Linked DNA regions of Capsicum annuum: region 2 is linked to region 1. The links are chromatin contacts, called in public Hi-C maps. All regions are on one chromosome and are shown on one strand. Each heading gives the region's core, a stretch centred on a gene start, on an enhancer-like site or on the middle of the called end of the contact. The rest is flanking DNA. Distances are from core to core; before and after follow the strand shown. Region 1 has its middle 17 kb from the start of LOC107860885. Region 2 holds the start of LOC107858462 (E3 ubiquitin ligase BIG BROTHER-related).

Region 1 (4,550 bases), core at 1,640-4,139:
ATGTTTAAGGCACTTAAGAGCGCCCGTTTAAAAACGGTTCACCAAAAAAATTATTTTTTGACTAACTTAAAAAAATGGGTGACTAACTTTGCAAAAAGATTGCTTTTATAAAATTATTTGTTTACATGTTTAAAATTGACATTTATTTATTCAAACAAGAAATAGTCTACTTGAATTTAAAAAAAAAAAAAAGTTACAACATATTCTACTTAATCTGCTATTAATTTTTAGAAAAATTGCGAAATATTCGGCTTAATTTATGATTAATTTTGAGAAAAATTACGAAATATTCTACTTGAGAAATATTTTACTTAATTCATAATTAATCATGAAAAGTTAGATTTTGAGAAAAAATCAAGAAAGTTTCTAATTGAGAATTCTACTTAATTCATAATTAATTACGGAAAGCTAGAATTTTCAAGAAAAATTATTTTTCTTGGGTTTGAAGGAAATTATTTTGATCCAAATAGGCTAAGTCATATGAGCAAGACAAATGTCATCTTAAAATAACATACTTAACAATTTTTTCTTTTAAGACTAATTTTAGGAAGAATAATCGAAAGAACCACTTTAATTTATTTAGACGAGATAAAATTAGGTGAGAAAATTATGAATTAAGTGAGAAAGTCAAGATAAAGTAGGATGGCAACAATGTAGGAAACTACTAGATCAATTAATTAAGTATAAATAACATAAATACCAATCTTTTAAAAGTAATTACACTCTCTCCCACTTTTTAATTACTTTACTCTCTCTCCCTATTAATATACATAACATAGCCGACATATACATAGCATTCTATGTATATGTGGGATTTTTGTAATATGTTTAGAGAGTTGAAATTTTTTGTAATATTGAAAACATAAGTTGTGTATTTATGTGATTTTTAGATTAATTAAAGTTAGTGTAAATACAAACAAACAAGTATTAAATGTAAATTATAAGAGAATAAAAGGTAAGACTTCAAGTTGGGCCCTTCTTTTGGCCCAAAAATAAGCTGCCCAGCTTCGGGCTTCAAATTTTATGAATTTTGGGTCCATTTTCCTGCAAATATACCAGTTGTATATCACAGCTCTTTTGCACACATTTTTATGTATATATAACTGTATTTCAGTCATGTATATACAACTTTGATCCCCCAACCACATAATCAGCTTCCTTTTCCACTTGCCCTTTTCTGAACTTGTATACTTGTGTATATCTACTGTATACTAGCACTGTATCAGTCGACTTTCTTCATGTATTAGCCATTTTGAACTTGGTACGGGTCTTGACTCGATGCAAATTGGATTTAACCCAACGAAATGCGAGATATAGGAGTCCGAGGGACTCAACGGAGGAGTTCATGCATATAAAAGGGGTGAAGATTAGTATCAAGAAGTAGATCAAGTATTATATCGCTTCATGCATAATTCTTAGAATATTCCATGATCACATATTCATTTTTTAAGAAATCAGAGAGTCCAATTGGTACATAATAACATATACATGGATTATTATTTTAATCAAGAAGCCTTCCAACAAAGTGTTAAATAAAGGCTAATGATCTATACATCTACCGACACAAATCATACTAACTTTATAAACAACCTAACGAATTTTAAATTTGAAACTCAACAAGATCATCCGTAGCAGGCACGTGAATTTCAAGTACACTAACAATATCATTTTTTTAGAAGACTTCAAATATTTTCCTTTCTTGCTTACTCGAGCCAACTTAGTAGATCATGATCCAAACACTAGGGAAACAAATGCTCTGCCAATTGAAGCCTTAAGACCCACTAAAGAAAACCAACTACATCATTTAGTGTTTTAGCCTTCCACGCGGACAGACCCCTAAACACATATCCATGTAGTGCATAGCTCAGTTTAAACAAAAATAAGATAAGAAAGGCATGTGAGGCCTAGTATTGCACAATTCAAAACACATGATTTCACTATCTTGAACCAACAGTTAGCTTTTTCATGAAATTATAAGCACTAGAAAAAGCAACTAAACACACAAAAACACCTAAAGTGACTACACAACATCTTTGACAGGCTGCATAACCGCAAGACAAACATTTTTTACATCATTGATTCAAAAAGATAAACGATGTGCAAGGTCATTTGTCTAAGCACAAAGCTTACTACTACGAGCTGATAAATTTCCACCCTTAACACGACTAAGTATCGAACCAATCAAACCAGAAAATCTAACCTCAAACAAAATCTCAAGAAAACAACTTAAAAAACAAAGAAGAAACGAGACTTGTAGACATTCAATAAGGAAAAAGTCTCGACATAAAAAGAGGGTTTTACCTTTTTTTGGTGCAAGAACTGGGACGACAAAATCGACTTCGAAATCAAGATTCAACTCAACTTCTGCCAGAATTTTAAATGATTTCAAAAAAAAAATTGGTTACGTGAGATTAGAAGAGTGCTCCAAAATCTCTAAGTTTTCCACCAAAAATCCTCCTTTTTATGGTGAGGGAAGGGCCTTATTTATTGATGGAATCCAGATTTAAAAATCTGGATATGAAATAAGAATTTTGCAAAAACATGTGAATGGAGTTTGAATTCGAACTCAAAAGGAATTTCTTCTACATCTCGAATTAATGACGAATTTCAGATTAATTTTCCATTGTATCACCGATTTTGGACTATTGTTTTGCCATTATCGATTTCACAGGCCGGAGGAGCTAAAAATAGACGCGACTGGTTTTTTGGGGGGGAGGGGGAGGGACATCGTTTGTTGTGGCTTTTGCGGAGAATTGCGTATTGTACGTTGTTGATACGGTTGTTGGTGTTGAAGTTGGTCGGGTTTTGCCGTTTGTACGCTGTTGATGAAGCTATTGTTGTCGTTGAACATTGTTGTTGTTTTGTTGTTTGAAAAACTCAGTAAAATGGGCCGAGTCAGGTTGATATTTTGGGCTTAGGCAGCTGATTTGCATTGTTCAGGCTAGAATGGGGAATGGGATTTAGGGATTTTGGCTATTTAACAAATAGTCGATAAATGAAAAAATTAGACAATTGTATTAAATGTTAACCTAATTAAAATTCAATTGATCAATTGCATTGCAATTACGGCTGAATTAATTTCAACTAAGGTTCAATTTAATAAATTGACTAAATTAAAATAATATTTGAAATAAACTAACGACCAACTCAATCCCGAACTTCTTGATTCATTAAAATCAAATAAATATTTTTTCAAATAAATTATTTTTGAGACTAAATTATATTCAAATCAAGATTTTAACCATTTGAATAAATTTTTAAGATAACCCTTGATTTAAAATTCAATTTTTCGTAAAACAATTATTTAAGTACCAAAATCATATGGTTTCGTATATCCGAATAAAAATATATATTTAATTTTCACTTAAAATGTCAAAATTATTTAGATAAATACCTTGAGAAGCTTTTATTCGGATAAAATAAATGTTGCAATATTATTTAAAATCCAAGAATACTGAAAATTAACTTAGCCGTGGGGGCAAAAATTAGGTGTCAATAATCACTAACCCACAACACCTACCTCATCTATACTCGACGATCAATACTAATATATTAATATTTTTGTACTTCTTGTTGTGAAATCATGTCAAAGTGTGCATCTTTCTTTTATGAATAAATATATGTGTCTGATATTCTTTCTAAGGATTGCACCATAAGTGACTTTCTTTCTTTAAAGTTTGTGAAGTCAAGCCAAAATTTGCTTATTCATCTCTACTTTAGAGGAAAATTATCATGCCCTATTTTATGTGTGGAAGGTGAAATGAGACTTACTGAACCATATGATCAAATGTCATGACAAATTACTTTGATATATTTGAATACAAAATAATAGTACCACAACTACTTCTATTATAATAGGATTCACAACACATTTAAGCAAATGGGTGTTGTTGTATTTAGTGTCATTAATAACACTTTAGAGAAAATTATCTAGAATCTTAGAATTACTTAAGAGGGGTAGTGTCATCTACTGGTCTACTACAACTAATTTCTAAACCCCTTTCATTTACATGCATGATGGCATTGTAGTTCACCAGACAAAGCACCATTTTTTTGTGTGCTCCAAAAGATTTCTAAATATAAAGCTTCCATAATCAGGATCTCAACTTGTAAAAATCATGTGGTATGCATTGTCGTGCCTTATTTTTCTCGTGAAAAGCAAAATTTGATGTAACAACTCTTTTTGAGATTATTTAAATAGTGAAAAGTCGTCATCTAACAAATTAAGGTACGTTAGAGCATCATTCTAGATTAATTACGAACCAGTTAATTTTTCTACATCACCAGAAATCAGGTAAGATTTCAAATTACCTTAAAAAAAGGTGTTAGGTACCTTTCGAAATTCACAAATGTGGTTTCCGATCGAATTCGTATTTTACGTGAAAATTCTACGTGATAAACAAAGGTCACTTATTTTATAAACTTAATATTGCTAAGTAATAACGTAATAAATGAACAAGACATACAACTTGGTTATATTTAAATTACAAATTAAGTGACAAAACGAACAAAAAGATATACGTTAAATAAGCAAGAAGACAGAAGTGACA
Region 2 (4,482 bases), core at 217-2,716, 240 kb before region 1:
CATTTTTTCCTTTCCTTTTTTCACATTTCTTTATTTGTTTTGATCCTCTTTCTTTTGGCTTTCCATACTCCATTTGCTAGCTCTCATTTTCTCTTTTGATGACCTTTGTTTCTCTGTCTTTGTCTTCATTTTATTTGCCCATCTGAATAACTTTCATCGGCTTAACTCAGCCCAACGAGCCTATAAGCTGTGTGTCACCTTGATCACCTAAATAACCCTGATTAGCAGCAGCATCTTATCTCATTCACCAAAATGGTGAACTGCTAAACCAGCACCGCTTTATAAATTTGACTCTTAAATACAATTTTTAAGTTAATTCAACCAAGTGTGTGGTGCCATTATTCTAGAGAGGGCTTCTAGTACTTAGATTATCTTTACCTCAAAGATTTCTTGGTATATCCCGATAATATGTAGGAGCATGAACTGAAACATTCTGGGGCTACAAAGATAGTTATTAAATCACTAGCACAACATAAAAACACTCTCCCTAGAGTAGTTGTTAATACAAATAAGAGATACACCATTACAGCGAATTTGAAGAGGGTACAATAGGCATTGTTCTGAATTTGGAATCAAATAATGTTGGTGTTGTATTAATGGGCAATGGTTTGTTAATACAAGAAGGAAGTTGTGTAAAAGCAACGAGAAGAATTACTCGGATACCCATGAGTGAGGCTTATTTGGGTCGTGTTGTAAAATATTCGAACTTGAATCTTGTGTTTTCTAATTTAAATACTGTAAAAATAGAATGTAAGTAGGCGATGGGGTGGATATAGCCAAGTGGAACTTTGAACTAATAAAAGAATGGAAACCTCTTCTAAAATAAGCTAAAAGCATTTTAACAATCCAAGTAACTTCAGTTAGTTCTCATACACCTACTTTATCAAATACGCACAAGACTTTATTGAGGCTATGATAATAAAGTTTTAGGTGGTACATAGAGAGTACTAAGTAATATCAGCTTCCAAGATACCTACTATAGAGACAAAGTGCTCATCTAGAATTAGGGTTATAATAATTGAATCTTGAGATGTGAAAAAGCCCTCCTAATATTTAAAATAAAGCAAAGCATATAATATAAAAGAGAAAAAGAAAACCTGGTCTTGCAAGGTGCGGGCGAGAGCAAGATCAGCATCGACCTGACTAAGTTCGGTGAATGGAGTTCTCCGGCAACCTTGATTATCAACAGCAACAGCGACATCCGATTCCCCGTTTCCATTCACTTGCACACTAGAACTACTATTCCCATCAGGGTTTCCTCGTTCCTGACTGTTGTCATCAATCCTCGTTGTGCTTTTGTCTGATGATGCTGCTGCTTCATTATTATTTTTTGAATTCTCCATTTCGAAGGATTTGGAGAGAGGGAAATCGGAAGAAGAAATCTGTGTGAAGCCTAGAGGAAAGCGATGGTGGGTTTGATTTGGGTTTGTGTTGAGAGAGAGGAGTGGGGGTGGGGTGGGGCGGGGGTGATTAGAGAATATAAATTAACTTTTTTTAATTAAATTTAGATAATCAATTATAAATTATATTTTAATATGCTTTAGTTATTTTAAGTTTTTAACTGTCATAATTTATAATATTTTTAATTAATTTTTAAATAATACATATTACTCTTTTTATTTAAACTCTTGTAACTTTAAAAATCAGTTATATTTTTTAAATAATTTAAATTTTTATTATTGAGATTTATAATACCTCTTCTCTATTATTATTTAAGTAATACTGATATAATTCTAAAAGTCAACCAAATATTTTATATATGTAAAAAAAATTAAATTGATAATTATTTTGAGATTATAGTACTTTTTTTATTTTTTAAAAATATATAACAGATTAAATTTTTTTAAAGATATTTTAAGCTATTAACTACTCTAATTATAGTATTTTTTATGTACTTTTCAAATAATACATGTTACGCTCTTTTGTTCAAATTTTTGTGACATAGTAAATTATATTTTTAGTTATTACAATTTAAGTAACGCTGATATAATTTCGAGAGTCAACCAAATATTTTAGATCTTTTAAACTTTTTAAATTGTTAATTATTGTGATTTATAGTATTTTTTTTAATATATAACAGATTAATTTTTTTTTAGATATTTTAAGCTGTTAAATATTGTAATTTTATAATACTTTTTATATATTTTTCAAATAATATGCTACTCTCCTTTTCCAAACTTTTGTGACATTATTACATTTAAAAAATAATTTAAGTTTTTAATTACTGTGATTTATAATACTCTTTCTTCTATTTCAATTTAAATGTTACTAATATAGTTTCAAGAGTCAGTCAAATATTTTATACCTTTTAAATTTTTTAAGTTATTAATTATTATGATTTATAAAAAAAAATCATATTTTTTTGAAATATGTACCAGATAAACAAAATAAGACAAGCAGATTAAAATTGATGAAAAAAATAAAAGCAAGGAAAGGACTAATGAAGTTGTGTCAAAGCAGACAGATTGACTAATTATTATGATTTATAGTAATTTTTTGAAATATATAACAAAGTAAATTTTTTATTTTTTTAGATATTTTATGTTGTTAACTATTGTAATTTATAATATTTTTTATGTAATTTTCAAATAATAGATGTTACTCTTTTTGTACAAAAATTTGTGTCATTGATAGTTAATTATATTTTTAAAATAATCTAACTTTTAAATTATTATAATTTGTAATACTTTTTCTTCTATTTCTATTTAAATGACACAATGTTTAGATAACCATAATAATTAATTAGGGGGTGATATAGTAAAATCATGATTGAAGCAGTGAATTAGACATGTCTTAAATAACTTATAATAACTAATTAAAAGTGATATAACAAAATTATTATAGAAAATATTTGTGGAAAAAGATTAAGTAAATCACATTTATGACATCAAGTTAATTTAATATTAAATATATTAATTTTTTAATACTTAAATGACTTTATAATAATTTTCTAATACTTAAATGATTTATAATAATTAATCAGGGGTAACATAATAAAATTACAGTTGAAGCAGTTAAAGCAGACATATTATAAATATCTATTTTATTTTTTATTAAATACTATTAATTTTTTAATATATAAATAATATATAATAATTAATTAAGGATGATATAGTAAAATCATGGAGCAAGCAGCTGAACGATTGGCAAGCAACACGACCCTAAGCTGCCCTCATTCACTCTAATATTATAGAGTGATTTGTGGAAAAAGATTAAGAGAATCACATATATGATGTCAAGTTAATTTAATATTAAATATTATTAATTTTTTAATACTTAAATGACTTTATAATAATTTTTTAATACTTAGGTGACTTATAATAATTAATCAGGGTAATATAATAAAATTACAGTTGAAGCATTTAAAGCAGATATATCATAAATATCTATTTTATTTTTTATTAAATATTATTAATTTTTTAATATATAAATAATATATAATAATTAATTAAGGGTGATATAATAAAATCACGAACCAAGCAGCTCAACGGTTGGCAAACAGCACGACCATAAGCTGCTCTCATTCACTCTTATATCAAGAGGAAAACATCGTTCCTTTTCAAATTGGAATTTGATCGCTTCACCTTTTCCAACTTAAAGTACCACCGTCCAAGAAGACAATACAACAAAATGAGATTGGCTCTAGTCGTTTGTCATGATTATTTAAATTTCAAACTACATAGGTAGTTATCCTAAAATAATTAATTTTGAAATTAATTATTTCAAGATTACTCTGAATAACTTATTTCATCATGTATATGGGATAGCTTATCCCATTACTATGGTGTAAATGGTGGGATAAGTTATTCCGGTATTAATTAATACCTCCAAACAAATATAAAATAAAATAATTCTTTATTTTATCCCGAAATTACTTATCATTTATACCTCATACCAAACGACTCCATAGAGTGTTTCTTTTATGATCTATATTTTCTCATTAACATTAAAAAAAAAACTCGTAAGTCAGTGAAAATTATCAAAATTGTGTCAATTCATTATGCAGTCTTATTAATTAAGCAAAAGTTATAACCACTTAAAATGCACTATCACAAAATTATTATTAAAAAATATAATATTTATTGATTAAATTTTAGTTCAATAAAAAAATAAACTTGAACATGTATTGTAGTCTATTACTACTATTTAATATAGTCCTTCCACATGGGTAAAGTGGGAGTTGATTTGAAATAATAATAAATCTTATGTTGGTGAGAGTAATAGTTATATGATATATAAATAGTTTAAAGAGTATATGAACTTATAAATTTTATTTACATATAAAATAAATGGTTATTAGATATAAATGGTAGGGTGTTTTTTAAAAAAAATATAAAATTGCAGATCAATTTTTGTGTCTAAAAAATTTCAAAAAATTCAAATCAAGATATGAAATTCGAAAGGAAAAAGATATCAAATACACTCCAAATTTATACCCAAAAGTCGATGTCACACGTAAACTAATCTAGCAACCTATTACAT

Evidence for each region. Hi-C and Micro-C count contacts between places; a contact is called where the count stands out from the background.
Region 2: a contact with region 1 is called in a Hi-C map of leaf, with 3 times the contacts expected there. The contact joins the promoter of LOC107858462 here to the enhancer-like site in region 1. A contact is called at or near these places in 2 of 5 Hi-C or Micro-C datasets (leaf and placenta).

Annotation. Positions count from the first base shown.
Region 1 is chr2:28,198,025-28,202,574 of UCD10Xv1.1, reverse strand. No RefSeq gene overlaps it. Among protein-coding and RNA genes, the nearest start is that of LOC107860885, 17 kb to the right of the region's middle. Within about 2 kb of position 2,889, at least 5 of the 5 cell types and tissues checked have an H3K27ac peak or open chromatin away from gene starts, as enhancers often do. A contact at or near this core is called in leaf, where this site is marked.
Region 2 is chr2:28,441,220-28,445,701 of UCD10Xv1.1, reverse strand. It overlaps LOC107858462 (E3 ubiquitin ligase BIG BROTHER-related), which reads right to left and starts at 1,466. Exons shown (of 7, transcript XM_016703124.2): 1 at 1,098-1,466. The coding sequence starts at 1,343.